Linked DNA regions of Oryctolagus cuniculus: region 1 is linked to region 2. A link is a contact called in public Micro-C data. All regions are on one chromosome and are shown on one strand. Each heading gives the region's core, a stretch centred on a gene start, on an enhancer-like site or on the middle of the called end of the contact. The rest is flanking DNA. Distances are from core to core; before and after follow the strand shown. Region 1 overlaps TRAM2 (translocation associated membrane protein 2). Region 2 holds the start of TMEM14A (transmembrane protein 14A).

Region 1 (7,117 bases), core at 1,241-3,740, 170 kb after region 2:
GGCCCCCTAAGATTATGTTCTTTCCAGAGCATCTGATCCTTAGATATCTTACCCCTCCAGCCCCTTCCTGGGCTCCTCTCGAATCCTCTTCCTACTTGGGATTACTCCTGGAGAAGCAGATACAGCTTGCTCAAAGGGCCCCCTTTCTGCCTCCTTGAGCAGGTTTAACGCCTGGGCTGCTGTGTTTGGGGTCACCCGCCTCTTCATCCTCACCCTCGCTGTGCTGGCCATTGGCTTTGGACTGGCTCGCATGGAAAACCAGGCGTTTGACCCTGAGAAGGGGAACTTCAACACCTTGCTTTGCAGGTGAGTGCTGGCAGGAGCCCGAGGAGATGTCAGGACTCCAGCTCCAGGCCAGGAGCCTCCTAAACTTGGCACAGCTTCCGCAGAAGGTCACGGGGCAGCAGATCTTTGCGTCTCATGCTCCTTGTTGGTTAGCTGGGAGTCTTGGAACATGAGGCCTGAGGAGGGGATAGATACCGGCCTCTGCTGCCTTTAGAACATCTTCACTTCCTGACTGCAAATCCTCTCACATTTGTCCAGTGCTTCAGGGTACACGGGAAGTTTCACTTCCGGTCTCGATAGGCACAGCCACATGTGGCCGGTTTAATACTGTGTGCTCAGCAGTTGGTAATGCCCTCCCCTGCCACCAAGGCGAGGAAGAAGCCACTGTGTTTTTGTGAGTCCACAGGCATGGGAGGGTGCCTTGGCCAGGATTACTCTGCCCTTTTTTTTTTTTTAAACATCGAGAGGCTGGCACTGTGTCTTAGTGGATAAAGCGGTGCAGCATCCCATATGCATGCCGATTCGAGTCCCAGTTTCTCCACTTTTGATCCAACTCCCTGCTACTGAACCTGGGAAAGCAGTAGAAGATGGCCCAAGTGCTTGGGCCCCTGCACCCACCTGGGAGACCTGGAAGAAGCTCCTGGCTTTAGTCTGGCCCAGGTCCAGCCATTGCAGTCATTTGGGGAGTAAACCAGTGAGTGGGATCTCTCTCTGTCTCTGTAACTCTGCCTTTCAGCCTTTCAAGAATATAAATAAATCTTTTTTAAAAAGTTCTTTCTCTTCTCAGGTTTTTTTTTTTTAAATTCTTTATTTTTGTTTTTCATCTTATTTGAAAGGCAAAGAGTCATAGAGGGAGACAAAGACACAAAAAGATCTTCCATCTACTGGTTTACTCCTTAAATGACCACAATACCCGGGGCTGGGCCAGGCTGAAGTCAGCTGCCTGAAGCTCCATCTGGTTCTCCCATGTGGGTGGCAGAGATCCAGGTACTCGAGCCATCATCTGCTGCCTTCCAGAAGGGTCCATGTGAGCAGGAAATTGAATCGGGAGCAGAGCTGAGACTCAAAACCAGGCTCTGCAGTATAGGTGGCTCCGAGGCGGTGTGACTGCTGTGTTGTACACTGGCCCCTCTGCCTCTAAGTGGCCTGCTAGATGGAATTACTAATGCTGCCTCACAATTCAGTTCATTTGAGGCCTACCCATATTTTTGGAGCCTACATCAGCCTTGTTTGGTGCTGTGGATCCAAGAGGCAACATGGCCACAGGTTCTCTGTGGGCACGGGAGTCACGTGATTGTGGAACTGGACTTGCCCCTGTCGCCTCCACCTTCCCCGTCCTCCAGCCCCGTTGCTGCAACACCCTGACATGCACTAGAGCAGAGAAAGACTGGAGCACACACTTCCTGGTGCCAGACAGTGCTGGCAGTGAGGGTGGTGGGCCGGGCTGTGGGAGCTGCAGGGTCCTGCCCTGTACCTGGGGCTGTGGGCCCGAGTCCCGCCCTCGGGCCCGCCCTTGAGCCCACCTCTCCACCCCCACCCCCCAGGCTCTGCGTGCTGCTGCTGGTATGTGCTGCCCAGGCCTGGCTCATGTGGCGCTTCATCCACTCCCAGCTGCGGCACTGGCGAGAGTACTGGAACGAGCAGAGTGCCAAGCGGAGAGTGCCAGCTGCCCCCAGACTACCAGCCAGGCTCATCAAGAGGGAATCTGGTGAGTGCCAGGCCCCAGCCGGTGACGTCTGTCTGGGATGCGTGTGGAGGAGCCAGGCCCGGCTTCTTGGGCTCTCCCCAGACCAGTCCTGCCTGCTCCTCCTTTCTGACTCCTTCCCTGAGGCCTGGGACTCCTCAGCTCCCTGACTGGCACGTGGCTGGGCACGGGCCAGGGACAGTGTGGGCGGAGCTGGCCCTCACTAGGCCCGGAGCCCGGCCACTGTGGGGCAGGATGGTGCTGGCTGGCGAGCTCTGGCGGGAAGTATGCCCTCAGGGTGGCTTCTGGGCCCCTGCCACGTGCTGCCGCCCATGCCCTGCGCTGCGCAGTGGCTCTGTCCTCACCTGCCCTTTGTCTCCCAGGTTGCTGGCTCCTCCTCTGTCTAGAGGAATGACTCACAGTGACACAATGCTAGGTGGGCGGCCAGGGTGGGACACCCACTTCTCCCCTGGCCCCTGCACTGCCAGCCCTGCAGTTTCTGTGTAGCCCCGGGGCCCCTGTCTGCACCAGGATCTGTTTTCTGACTCACCCGCCTTTCTCCAGGCAGCCGCCTGCTTGGCAAGGGCTCAGGTGTGCTTAGCGCAGACACGTGTGCAGCTGGGTGTGAGGAGGAGCCAGCTCTGCAGTTGGGAAGTGTGGGGCGTGAGGCTGCAGCACTCACACGTCTCTGCCTTGCAGCAGGTGCATGCAGGTATATTTTTAACAAGCGTGGAAAGATGGCATCAGAGGCACATTTGGCATCGGAGTAAGGCCTGATCGCTACAGCCTCCCATACACTCTCCCTTTTGTTGCTGCCGTTCGGGGAGTTGTTGTTAAAGCGGGCTGGAGCCCTGCAGGGGCCTGCCGAGTGGAACTGAGGAACCCAGCAGGCTGAGTGATGGCAGCGAGCATCCAGCCCCAACCTCAGGCCTGGGCAGGCGGGCCTCCCATGCCTGTGCCTGGGTTACTGTGAGTCATTCTGGGCCTCCCTGCTTACCGAGCACCTCAAACGGGGCCCCTTGTCAAGGCTGGGGAAAGCAGGAAGCCCGCGATGGCTGTCTGCAGACTTCCACTGGCTGCGGGAACTGCAGCCGCTGTCCAGGTGGCTCCTCCGTGTGCAGCCGCGGGGCTGCTCTGGCCCTTGTTCCCCACCTCCTGCTGCAGGCCCAGCAGAAACTCCATGTGTGCGTCTCCTCTCTTTCCGCTTCCCAGGGTACCATGAAAACGGAGTGGTGAAGGCAGAGAACGGAACCTCCCCACGGACTAAGAAACTCAAGTCTCCCTAAGGCCAAAGTGCTGAGCACAGGCATCCTCGTGGCGGGGGCCAGCAGGGAGGCTCAGAGCCAGGCCCCTCCCTCTCTGCCTCTGCCTTCCGGCTTGCGACGCCCCTTCTCAGATGGCAGAGACCTGTCTTTAAACGGGGCTGTTCTTCTGACTTCTTGGCTTTCTCTTCTTACTCTTCACAAACCCTTCTCAATAAAGCCAAAAATCTATCTATCTCTTTCTCTCCCTCAAGCCACCTCCTGTCTTCACCTCGGCCCCATGTTGGGTTCTCCAGAAGCCCGGGTCTTGTGGTTGTCTTTCTGCCTCTTATTTCTCTTCCTCCGTGACTGCTGCCTTCTCTTTCTACTTCTTTATTTCACCTTCGCGTGCAATTCTTCTCTGATTTTTTTACAATGGGAGGGAGCTCAGATGGTGGTCCTGTGCCTCTCAGCCTCCGGGACCTGTGAGTCTGGAAGCCTGCGGCCAGCAGCAGGCCCCTCGGTGGTCCTCGTGTGGACGGGCAAGAAGAGGAGAGGCCGGCCCTTTTGGATCATAATCTCTTGGGTGCTGATTAACTGATGAGATGTATGATTCCAATTCTGCACGAGCCATCGCGAGGCACAGCAGCCACTGCTGGTAGTAAATGCCAAGGCCTTTTTGGCTCTGGGACGTGGCGACTCAATCCAGAAGGATGGTGTTGGCTCCGTTGGGTCCCCTGACTCACAGGAGTGGCTGGCGTTGGACTGGATAGCAGCCTGCCATCGCATCGCCGTGTGCGGCTCCCCATGGTTCAGAGCAAGAGCAAAGCGCGTCGCCGACAGCGGCTCTTCCAGAAAGGGAACGGCCTCCGAAATGAGAGCACAGTCGCCCGCGGCCTTTCTCCAGTAGTCCCGGCTGCAGTGGCTTCTTCACCAGCATTCAAAACCAAACCAGACAGCTGTTCACACACCTGCCTGTCCGGCACCAGGCTTGCCTCCGTTGACTTCATCTCTTGACCTGCAGAAACATGAAGCCTCAAGGACTCCAGCCCCATGCCAGTCCCCTGGTGCCCCAGGGAGGGCCAGCTGGCCACTCTCCCTATGGCCTCCCTTGTCGAGTGTTCCTTGAATTGTTGTCACTTGTTGATGTTTGTAGAGCACACATGTGGTGGCTGACTCTAGGCCCACTCTTCGGGGTGGATGAGCACGCACGGCTGAGTCGCTGGGAGCCCTTTGCCCCCATCCCTCCCCGTGTTCTTTCCCTTCCCTCCACCTGAAGACAAGGCCTCCAGTCCTCCAAGTCCTCATGGTGCCTTGTGAGGGCTTCCGGAAGGGGAGCTGGGCTTAACAAGGCCCTAATGCAGAGTGCCTGGACTCTGCTGAGGCAAAGGGGGCGATTCTTGGTGGGCACAGGAACATCCATGTGGTTGGTATGTGGCTCCTCTTCTTGAGCTCACAGTAGAAAACAGACCACGGGTGGTGGTCCAGACAGGAGGGAGATGGGTCTTCTCTCCAACACACTTCCCTTGTCCAAGTCGCCTGCACAGATAGCTAGATAGATAGATTGTCATTGCCAGTCACCGAGGGCCACCATTCTAGACTTCTGTCTATGTCCAGAGTAATGTTGCAGACATCGGGGGGGCCTACCCTGGGCTGCCTTTGATTTCCGGTAGGTAGGAGGACAGCGTTTCTGCAGGCGGGCATTTCTCCCACCCCTCCGCCTCCTCTCCTGACACTTCTTTGTGCCACACAGCAGAACCCAGCAGACCCGACCCGGAAGCCTGTAGGCATCTCAGTCAAACAGCCCTGCCACGGTGTCAGTGAGTTCCTGGGCATTGCCTGTGTGGGGAGTGTGCATCCAGCAGCTTCCTTCTTCTCCTCTCCCATTAGTAGGTTCTCTGTGTCATGGGCAGGACCTCCCCAGTGTCCTGCACACACTCCCTCCCACCCCCACACCCCGGAGGAGCCCCGATGAAGCTGCTGTCGGGTCTTCCACAAGTACACGTGGCGTGCTTGTGATGTGCTGGGTGGGGGAGGCCGTGGTCAGCTCGCCCTCAAGCCGCCTCCACCCGCACATCTGTGGCTTGTTGCTGCTCTGGGTTCTGGAGGAACGTGGCTTCGTGTTCCCGTAGTTTGCTGCAGGTTTCCAGTGTTGCCCATAGGCCGTGCCTTGTGCGTGGTACCACAGCCTAGCAGCCAGACCTTGACTTAGACCTTGTTTTCTGTAGGACGGGTTTTGTTCGGTGATGGGAGTTAGTAAATCTTTTCTGCACCCCATGGGAGACCAGGATAAGTACCTGGCTCCTGCCATCGGATCAGCGCGGTGCACCGGCCGCAGCGCGCCAGCCGCGGCGGCCATTGGAGGGTGAACCAACGGCAAAGGAAGACCTTTCTGTCTCTCTCTCTCACTGTCCACTCTGCCTGTCAAAAAAAAAAAAAAAAAAAAAAAAAGAAAGAAAGAAAAGAAAAGAAAATCTTTTCTGTTAAACCCCAGGAGCCTGAGTAAGAATGGCATCTCTCTAGCCTGGGCTTTGCTCATGTTTTGGGGGCTGGAGAGGAACTGTAGGGTACACCAGCTTCCCTGGGATACTGAACTCATAGCTTGGTCAAGCCTTTGGCAGGTTGACACGAACCACATTGCTGGAGCTGGAATAATTCCCCTACCCCAGTGACCCAGCTGGGCTGGCTTTTCTTAAATCGGCCATGTTAGCTACGTTTTTCAGCTTTGTGTACTCCTGTTGCAAGTGCCTAGGCTTGAGCGAAGGCCCTGCCAGATGCCTCCGAGTTTGAGAGGCCACCCCAGCACCATCCGCTGAGAGCAGAAAAGATGCTAATCTACCTCAGCACCTGCTGCCTGACATCCCTGGCCGGCATCCGGGCACTGGGAGGCCAGCAGACGGCAGCAGTAGGAGCGTTGTGGCCATGCTGGTGGACAGAGGCTGCCCTATTGCCGATTTCCCTCCTTGGGGTTTCGGTTACTTTGCCATCCACATGGAGAGCTGCATGGTTGCTAAGTTACGTGTGCTCCTTCCAAAGGAAAGTGGTGGTTCTGGAGGAAAGGGGAGCAGGCTGGGCCAGGAGGGGCGCCGATCGCTTCCCTTTCTTGTTGATTCTAACCCTTTGCAAGCCTGGGCCATCAGGCCCAAGCGGACGCTGAGAACCTTGTCTATTCCCATCTCAAAGCAGCCCTTACCAGCGTTTAAGAAACCCAGATCGCCACCTTCACAGGTGCTTCTCCTGACCGGGGCTGAAAACTCCTGAGGCCCAGCCGTGTTCCCCAGGGCTGATTGTGTGCTTTTGGGACCTTCTTCCTCCATACCTTTGACCTTTCTGCTGAGCAAGGCGTGGGACAGAGAGTGCACCCCATGGATGCTTTAATTAGAGTGACTTGCCAGTGCCCTGGTGGCTGGGCAACCTCCCATGTGTTCCAAGGCCTGGGTGAGTGATGGGAGGGTGGCCTGGGTGTAACTGCCTCCTGTGTTTTAAGGCCTGGGCCTGACAGCAGCAGACTTCAGTCTGCTCCCCTGTTGCTCTGTCATTGATAGGGAGAAGACTGGCTGCCCACGCATCAGACAGCAGGGGTCACTTTCTTCCCCTCCCCTGCCTTCCCAGCTACAGCCTGTCTCCTACCAGAGAATCAGCTCCTTGTCACACCACCTGAATAGACTTCCTCTCTGGCCCATGGCTGGCCCCAGTGAGGGAGGCCTTGCCGCCTTCTCTCTGCTTCTTGCATGGGTATTAGCTCCAGCTCCCAGAAGGCTGGGAAAGACCAACCTCCCCCCCTCCACCCCATGCCCCCAGCTTCCTCACCTCCCACCTCTCAGTCTTTGATGGAGAGGCACTGGGACTTGTAAGCTCCCTACAGCGTTTTTGTCCTGAGCAGATCCCTTTTCTCTTTGTGTCCTAA
Region 2 (7,115 bases), core at 2,077-4,576:
CCCATTCTGACTGCTATTTCTTTCTCTAATGTTTGGCCCATGTATCTCTAACTGCCTGTCAAATTTGTCTCTCAAAGATTAGAATCCATCAAGATGCAAATGGTCCTTCAGACGGAACCCTGCATGGAGACTGCATTCTACCACAGCAACCTGGACGGCCGCCACCACCACCCCAGACTTTTCACACCCACCCTAAGGGCGCTTACGACAACCCCCTGTCAGCAGGAAGCAGCCAGAGCCACATCAATGCCCAAGTCCCTACAGTAGTAGGGTGTGGATTGAAGAAGGGAGATTTGAGGCCCGCCAATGGGGCTGGGAGTCTGTGGGCCCTTCACATAGGTAGAATGTCCTTCACAAGCAGGGTGTCAGCTGTGGCTGGAAAGCCTGTCTCCAGGCCAACTGGCATCTCGCCACTAATAGCTTCTTGTGCTGCATATGTGACCTTGTAGCTTTAACTCACACCTTCAGGGTGGCTGCAAGCTTTCACTAAAAGCTGGCAAGGGAAGGGGCTGAGCATCTGGGGAGAGTTCACCGGCTCCAGGAGACCCTGGCTATCTTGTGTGGCCTTGTGGTTTTAAACCATGGCCTTCAAGTTAGTTGCAATCTTCCACCCAGAGCTAGCAGAGGAGGGGGTTGAACCCCTAAAGAGAGTCTCCAGGAGACCCCAGCTATCACCATGAGCCCCAAACCAATCAACATACATATGTGAAACCCCTGTCCAATGGGTATCCCTACAGAATGACCCAGTGAAAAAAATAGTAATGCCTTAAATACCCGGGACAGTTCCTTGTAGCCAGTGTCCGCCTCGGACACTCTGCCTGGTCTCCTCTCTGACCAGACGCTTTCTCTGTCGATTGCCAATAGAATAAAAGTTTCTGCCTCTTTGCAAATTGTTTCCCAGCTTTTTATCTCTATACTAAGCTGAGGGAAAGAACCTACAAGACTCGCTTCGGCAACCGCCCTCCCCTCCATGACCAGTAAAACACCCGAAACCCGAGTTTGTTGACTTCAAACCGCAAGCACCTTTCATTACCCTATTGAGGGGGCTACATAGATGTGATCAGATCAGGATCCTGGTTTTATGCGTCAGGTCCAGGACTTGCTGGCTTGTGTTCCCTTGTTAGAATAAAACTAAGATTTATTTTACCTCCTTACAGCACTCAGTTCCCTGAAGAGATTAGGGGACTGCCCTTTTCTTAGCAATAGAGCCATGCCCAGGGGAGGATCAGTTGCAGAATGTCTAGCTAGGGAATGGTATAGAATCCCAGAGTTGGAAAGCACTTTAAGTCTTATCTAGTCCAAGATAATCAGTTCTCGGGAATGAACCTTAAGTTCAGTTGAAATTGTGCCTCCAAGTAATTTCTCATGTCGCTCCAGGTTTGCTTTCCTGTCTAATTACAAGTAACTCCCACCCTCAACCTTACACAACAGCCCTTTAGAGAAAGCTGTCGTCTAGCTCTGGGGATTCTGTGAGACTGGAATTATAGAATTCCTCATAATAAAATAAAATTGAGAACATTCATTGTCTCATGACATTTGTTTGCCGAATCTATCCCTTGCACATGCAAATGTTTCAGGGACGTATGTTTCTTATGAAAAGGCTAAACTGATCCTAAGAAGTTAATAAGGTCCCACAAGATTCACGGGAGAGTAGATGGCATGACAGTAATGTGGGGGAGAGGAAGCAGCATCCGGGGGTTTGGCTCAGAGTTCTCCCTGCTGTCCTTTCCACCCCTTCTATGCTCTTCCCTGCTCCAGCCTCCTCCTCTGCAGATCCCAGCAAAATTTCCCTATTCAGAACAAAACTAACACCCCCATGGGGCACCTCATTATCTTAAACTGATGTGAACTATTAAATGATTTCCCCCTGGATCTCAGTGTCTGGACTTAAGATACAGCTCATCCTGCCACTGGAGTGTTAAAAGCTGGAAAAAGCTTCGGGATACTACTACTCAAGGTATTTCACCCAAACCTAAAAGAAAAACTCTTCGCATATTATGAGAATTCCATACTCTTGTATATACTCTTGCCCATGTGGGAATCAGGTTGTTCTTGGGCAAAGGGGGCCACAGTCCTCTTAACTCAAAGGCCACCAGGTGCTGCTTACTCCAGCAATGGTAAGGCTGGAGCACCAGGTAAGTTTGCAGCCAAGCCTGTTCACCTCTACTTATTTTTTCTGTTTCTTTTTCTTTCTTTCTTTCTTTTTTTTTTTTTTTTTAAGATTTTACTTATTTCCTTGAGAGGTAAAGTTACAGACAGAGATAGGGAGAGACAGAGAGAAAGGTCTTCCATCTGCTGGTTCACTCCCCAAATGGCCAATGGCCAATCAGAAGCCAAGAGCCAGGAGGTTCCTCCGGGTCTCCCACGTGGGTGCAGGGACCCAAGGACTTGGGCCATCTTCTACTGCTTTCCAGGCCATAGCAAAGAGCTGGATAGGCAGAGGAGCAGCCGGAACAGCAACTGGCACCCCTATGGGAGGCTTACACCCATATAGGAGGCCAGCACGGCAGACGGAAGCTTAGCCTACTATGTCACAGCACAGGGCCCCAACTCCACCTATTTGTAGAACTGTCCACTCATGATCCAAGGCAGGGACTCTTCCAATGTCACATGGATTCCTTTGGCATTCTGGGAAAATGCACAAAATAAGATTGCACAGGATGCCAATTTTCTTGAAATACAGTTGTCAGATTATTAAACATTTAAACCTAGATATAATAAATGTTCTTTATTAACATATTAAAGATTATCAGATCTATGGGCAGGTCTATTTATTACCATAATTTCAAATTAGTGTTCCGTGTACCAGTTTCTAAGGTATCTGTGACTCCCACAGATGACAGATGCAGGTACCGATACTGCTGTTTTGTTGCCTATTTGCCTAACGGAAAGAAATGCTAACTATCAATTAGAGATTAGTGAAAACAGGGGCTAGGACTTTGAGCGCAACCCCTGCTCCCGGACGGCGACAAAGCCAAGCAGCCAACCCTCACCACTCCGCAGCACCGACCCCGCGTCCCCGCGCCATTGCCACCGCCGTTCATCGGGTGGCGGTCAGCGCCGTCGGGGGCGTCCGGGGCTCCGCAGGCAACCTGTTTTCAGGAGCAGGTCACGTTAGTTCCTGAAGGCGCCCGTGGTCTCCGGGCTGCTCGCTGTCATCTGCTTCGGCGACTCCGTGCACATCTGGCTGCTGGCCGCACTGCTGCCTGGGCTGCGGGGCCGGAGCGAAGCTCCCCTGAACCCCAGCAACCGCCGCAATCACCCCGGCCAGGGCCAGTCCAGTTCCGGGACACCTCGGGCCACTTTATATGACCCAGTTGGAGAAGCTGGCCTGCGTTGCCGAAGGCGCACGTTCATTGGCTAGTTCCGCCTGACACTCACCCATGCACCGAGATCCCATTGGCTGCAAGGGCTGGAGGCTCACACCGGTGGGGTTGTCCTCCTCCGAGGGTCCCCGAATCTAACGCCAGGATCACTTGCCCTCTTCCTCTCCGTTCTTCGCCAAAGTGATACAGAGCCAAGAGTAAAACAAAAACAAGTTCAAACCCCCCAAAACAAGACTCCCTAAAACAAATGTAAGGAAAGCAAATGTGAGAAAACTATAATTAAGCAAAAATGAATTTACAAAGGCAGCGCAAAAACTAAAATTCAAGAGGATGAGTTCAAGGACAGCTAAGACGTGGGTCTAATTTCAAGTTGAGGACATTTACACCCATTTCTATTTAGACCTCGATAAGCAACATTCAAGATCAGCGAATCAAACCTTCTCAGTCGATGCGCTTTCCTGTGAAAGACAGCAGGGGGCGCTGAATGTTAGAGTTTCATTCAGCGAGGCAAGACGTTCTAGCCATGCCAAAGTTATCTTCAAACATCAAATATTAGCTCTAAAAAAACAGAGATGGTTATAAAACTTCATAACAAATAGGGAACACAGGGCACTGGCCAACGCAGAAGAATGTGCAACAAGTAAAAACACATATGTGGTTTCTGCACCACATCTCCTAACTAAGGAGAATGATTTCCTGGAATGTAGTGGGGGGTGGGGTAGGGGAAGCAATTGCAAAACAGAAGGGGACATTTTTGAGGTGGGCTCTGAAAGAGACACAGGGCAATAGAGAGTGACTACCCAGGAACCAGGCTGACTCCTTGTCCTAGGCCTGCCATTTGATCCCATTTTGAACTTTTTGCCAAGGACGGGGGACTTTCCGTGATAAAATGAACTTTCCTATAAGCAACAATAACATCTGACATTTAGGATATCTACGTGTTTCAGGCGCTGTGCTAGGCAATTTACGGGCAAAGACTGTTCATCTTCACTACAACGGGAGGTGGGGGGAAGGAGGTGTACATGCTGCTACCTCCCCGATGCTTCAGAGGAAGAAAATGAGGCAACTTGCCAAAGGCCTTGTGAAGTGTCAGACCCGGGTTTCAGGAAAGAGTTTATACAGGCTGTCTAGTCATTCTGCCTGGGTTCAAACTATGGTTCCAGTGCATATTTTTTAAATTACTTATTTATTTATTTGAGAGGCAGGGGGGGGAGAGAGAGAGAGAGAGAGAGAGAGAGAGAGAGAGAGAGAGAAACCCAAATACTTGAGCCACCACTGTTGCCTCTCAGGGTCTGCATTAGAATGGAGCTGCCATTAGGAGCCAGAGCAGGTACTCTAGTATGTGACATGGGCATCTTAACCACTAGAGCAAATGCCCACTCTCATAGCGCAATGACCACAACATAGTAAATACTCAGTAATGTTTGCTATTATTAGTAAAAGAGTGGCCCCTGTTCTTTAAGAGCTTAAAATCTAATTGAAGAGATTGTTAAGATTCATAAAGCAGGAGAGGTGCCTACTGAATAGATGAATGGGACATTTGGAGACAGTCACGTTTTTGTGAAATGGAATGTTTAGGTCTGGCTCACAAGTTGCTCAGTATGTCACCTGCTTAAAATTCTGTATGTCATCCCATGTCACTCTTAGAAGGCAACACCTGATCCTGAATGACTTGAACTAATTATTAGATTCTTTGATCCATTATCAAATGCATGTGTGTGACCAAAACTATAGTTGATATTTGTCACTAAAATTAAGTTGAGGACTGATACGATATCTGCTTTTTTAGCTGAAAGAAGCATTTATTGATTTATTAACTTTTGGAGGAAGCACTTTATTAATTTCACAAATATTTATTTATTAGATGTCAAGTCCCAGAAGAGGACTCAGAAATAACTCGAATGCCAAGTCAGAGACTAACTCTAGAGTAAGGGGGATGGGAAGGGACATTATTTTAATTAAAATCTGAAGTCTGAGAGGGAGCCAGCAGGCGAGAAGCCAGAAGCACCACATTGCAGCAACAGAAAGAGTCTGAGCAAAGGCCCTAGATAGGGAAGGGACTCTGTGACTTGCGAGAACCCAGTGATCCTACTTGGGGCTGGAAAACTGTGAAGCAGAGTGAATTGATGCAGCAAAAGCTGTGTTTGTAAAGAGCCAGGCCTGAGTACGGTTTCCTGCCTCCGCTCTTCTGCTTCACTCATCTGGATTGTGCAGTCTCCAGATGTTGCCTAGTGGAAACTTTACATCATGGGTGAGAGGTAATCTTTGCATGTAGCTTGCTGTTCATTGGTTATTCTTAACTGAATTTAATGCTACGTGTCTGTGTACACTTAGGTCCAGAATAGCCAGTGTCTCAAATGTAATGAGTCCTCACTCTTCCTCTTCTATTTTTGCTTAATAGTGAAAGAATTATGGTCCTTTCCATGGATTTCTGTACATTCAGTAACATACATAAATAGCACAAATTCATCTTACTCAAAAGAGATTCCTCTGAAATTAAAAAGCAAAGATAAATATCAAAGATAGCTCAAATTTCCCCATTGTTATTCCCCAACAGAACTGCTACTGTGGATCTGATTCTTGTAGTATAAAAACCAAATAGGAAATTGGCTTGATGAGAAACAAGATTTGATGTGCAGGGTTAATCCTTGTCTTCCTCAGGTCTCTTTGAACAAACAACCTTTAATGTAATAAAAATGACATCATTGAGAAGAAGTAGATTATCTTGTCTGATAGGCTGCCTCTTCTCATTACCTTAATGTTACTCCAATAATGCATTTTAAACAATGTTTTTAATTTATAAGAAAATGTCCCAAGAGAAAGCTTAGGTCAAAATATTGAACAAGGTAACACTCGAAAACTTGCAATTGAGAGGCATTCTAAAAATCCTCTCACAATGCAGCCAGGCTTATTGTAAAGGTCAAATTGGGTTCAAGTTTAATGAGAGGAAAGATGCAGTTCCTTTCCTTTCATTTTACTGTTTGGCTAAGAAGCTGCTTATTATACCAAGTTTAAGTAAAATCTCTCTAAGAGATTTCTCAGAAAAAAAGGGAGTGAATATAAAAAAAATTGAAATGCCAGCTAGGTGTAGGGGGGGTGTTACTTTTGAAACAGAACAATACACCTGTAATAATCCAGGCCGGCCCTAGATCATCTAGAAACCTTTGTATAACCCACCTTCTCAAGCTATGCTTAATAGAGGTTATTAGAATGAAGATGGAGAGGAAGAAGTTGCATTATTTATGGAGTAATTTCTAAAATATTTTTGGTAAGTTATTCCAGTAATGGAGTAGTTTATAATGTTGACTTTGGGACTTAAGTTTCCAATCAGTGAAACTCTAAGGCTAGGAGCATGCCAGATGGATAAGAGGCACCCAAGGCCTCTCCCTCCCTTGACTGGGTCTGCGGCCAAAATGTAATAGGATGCTTCTATGTCATTCCCTACGGAGACAAAGATGTCTCTAATAGACGGGACTTTAGGAAAGCTTGTTTCTCCTTCTTCTTCTTACAGATCTCCTCAGAGCCTTCTGAGATTCCAAATTTAGTGATTCTCAAATTTGGAATCACCCAGCATCTTTTAAAAATACCAGTACGTGGCCGGCGCCGCAGCTCACTAGGCTAATCCTCTGCGTGCGGCGCCGGCACACCGGGTTCTAGTCCCGGCTGGGGCACCGGATTCTGTCCTGGTTGCTCCTCTTCCAGTCCAGCTCTCTGCTGTGGCCCAGGAAGGCAGTGGAGGATAGCCCAAGTGCTTGGGCCCTGCACCCATGTGGGAACCAGTACCTGGCT

The links. Hi-C and Micro-C count contacts between places; a contact is called where the count stands out from the background.
Region 1: a contact with region 2 is called in a Micro-C map of ear pinna, with 3 times the contacts expected there. The contact joins the enhancer-like site here to the promoter of TMEM14A in region 2. A contact is called at or near these places in 5 of 6 Hi-C or Micro-C datasets (ear pinna, embryonic fibroblasts, psoas muscle and 2 more).

What each region holds. Positions count from the first base shown.
Region 1 is chr5:117,468,666-117,475,782 of mOryCun1.1, forward strand. It overlaps TRAM2 (translocation associated membrane protein 2), which reads left to right. Exons shown (of 11, transcript XM_008263046.4): 9 at 163-306; 10 at 1,830-1,993; 11 at 3,182-7,117. The coding sequence ends at 3,255. Among named protein-coding and RNA genes, the nearest start is that of TRAM2, 82 kb to the left of the region's middle. Within about 2 kb of position 2,491, at least 3 of the 8 cell types and tissues checked have an H3K27ac peak or open chromatin away from gene starts, as enhancers often do. A contact at or near this core is called in ear pinna, where this site is marked.
Region 2 is chr5:117,298,790-117,305,904 of mOryCun1.1, forward strand. TMEM14A (transmembrane protein 14A) reads right to left here and starts at 3,327. Exons shown (of 5, transcript XM_051855650.2): 1 at 2,994-3,327. It overlaps LOC138849654 (a long non-coding RNA gene), which reads left to right. Exons shown (of 2, transcript XR_011388664.1): 2 at 78-890.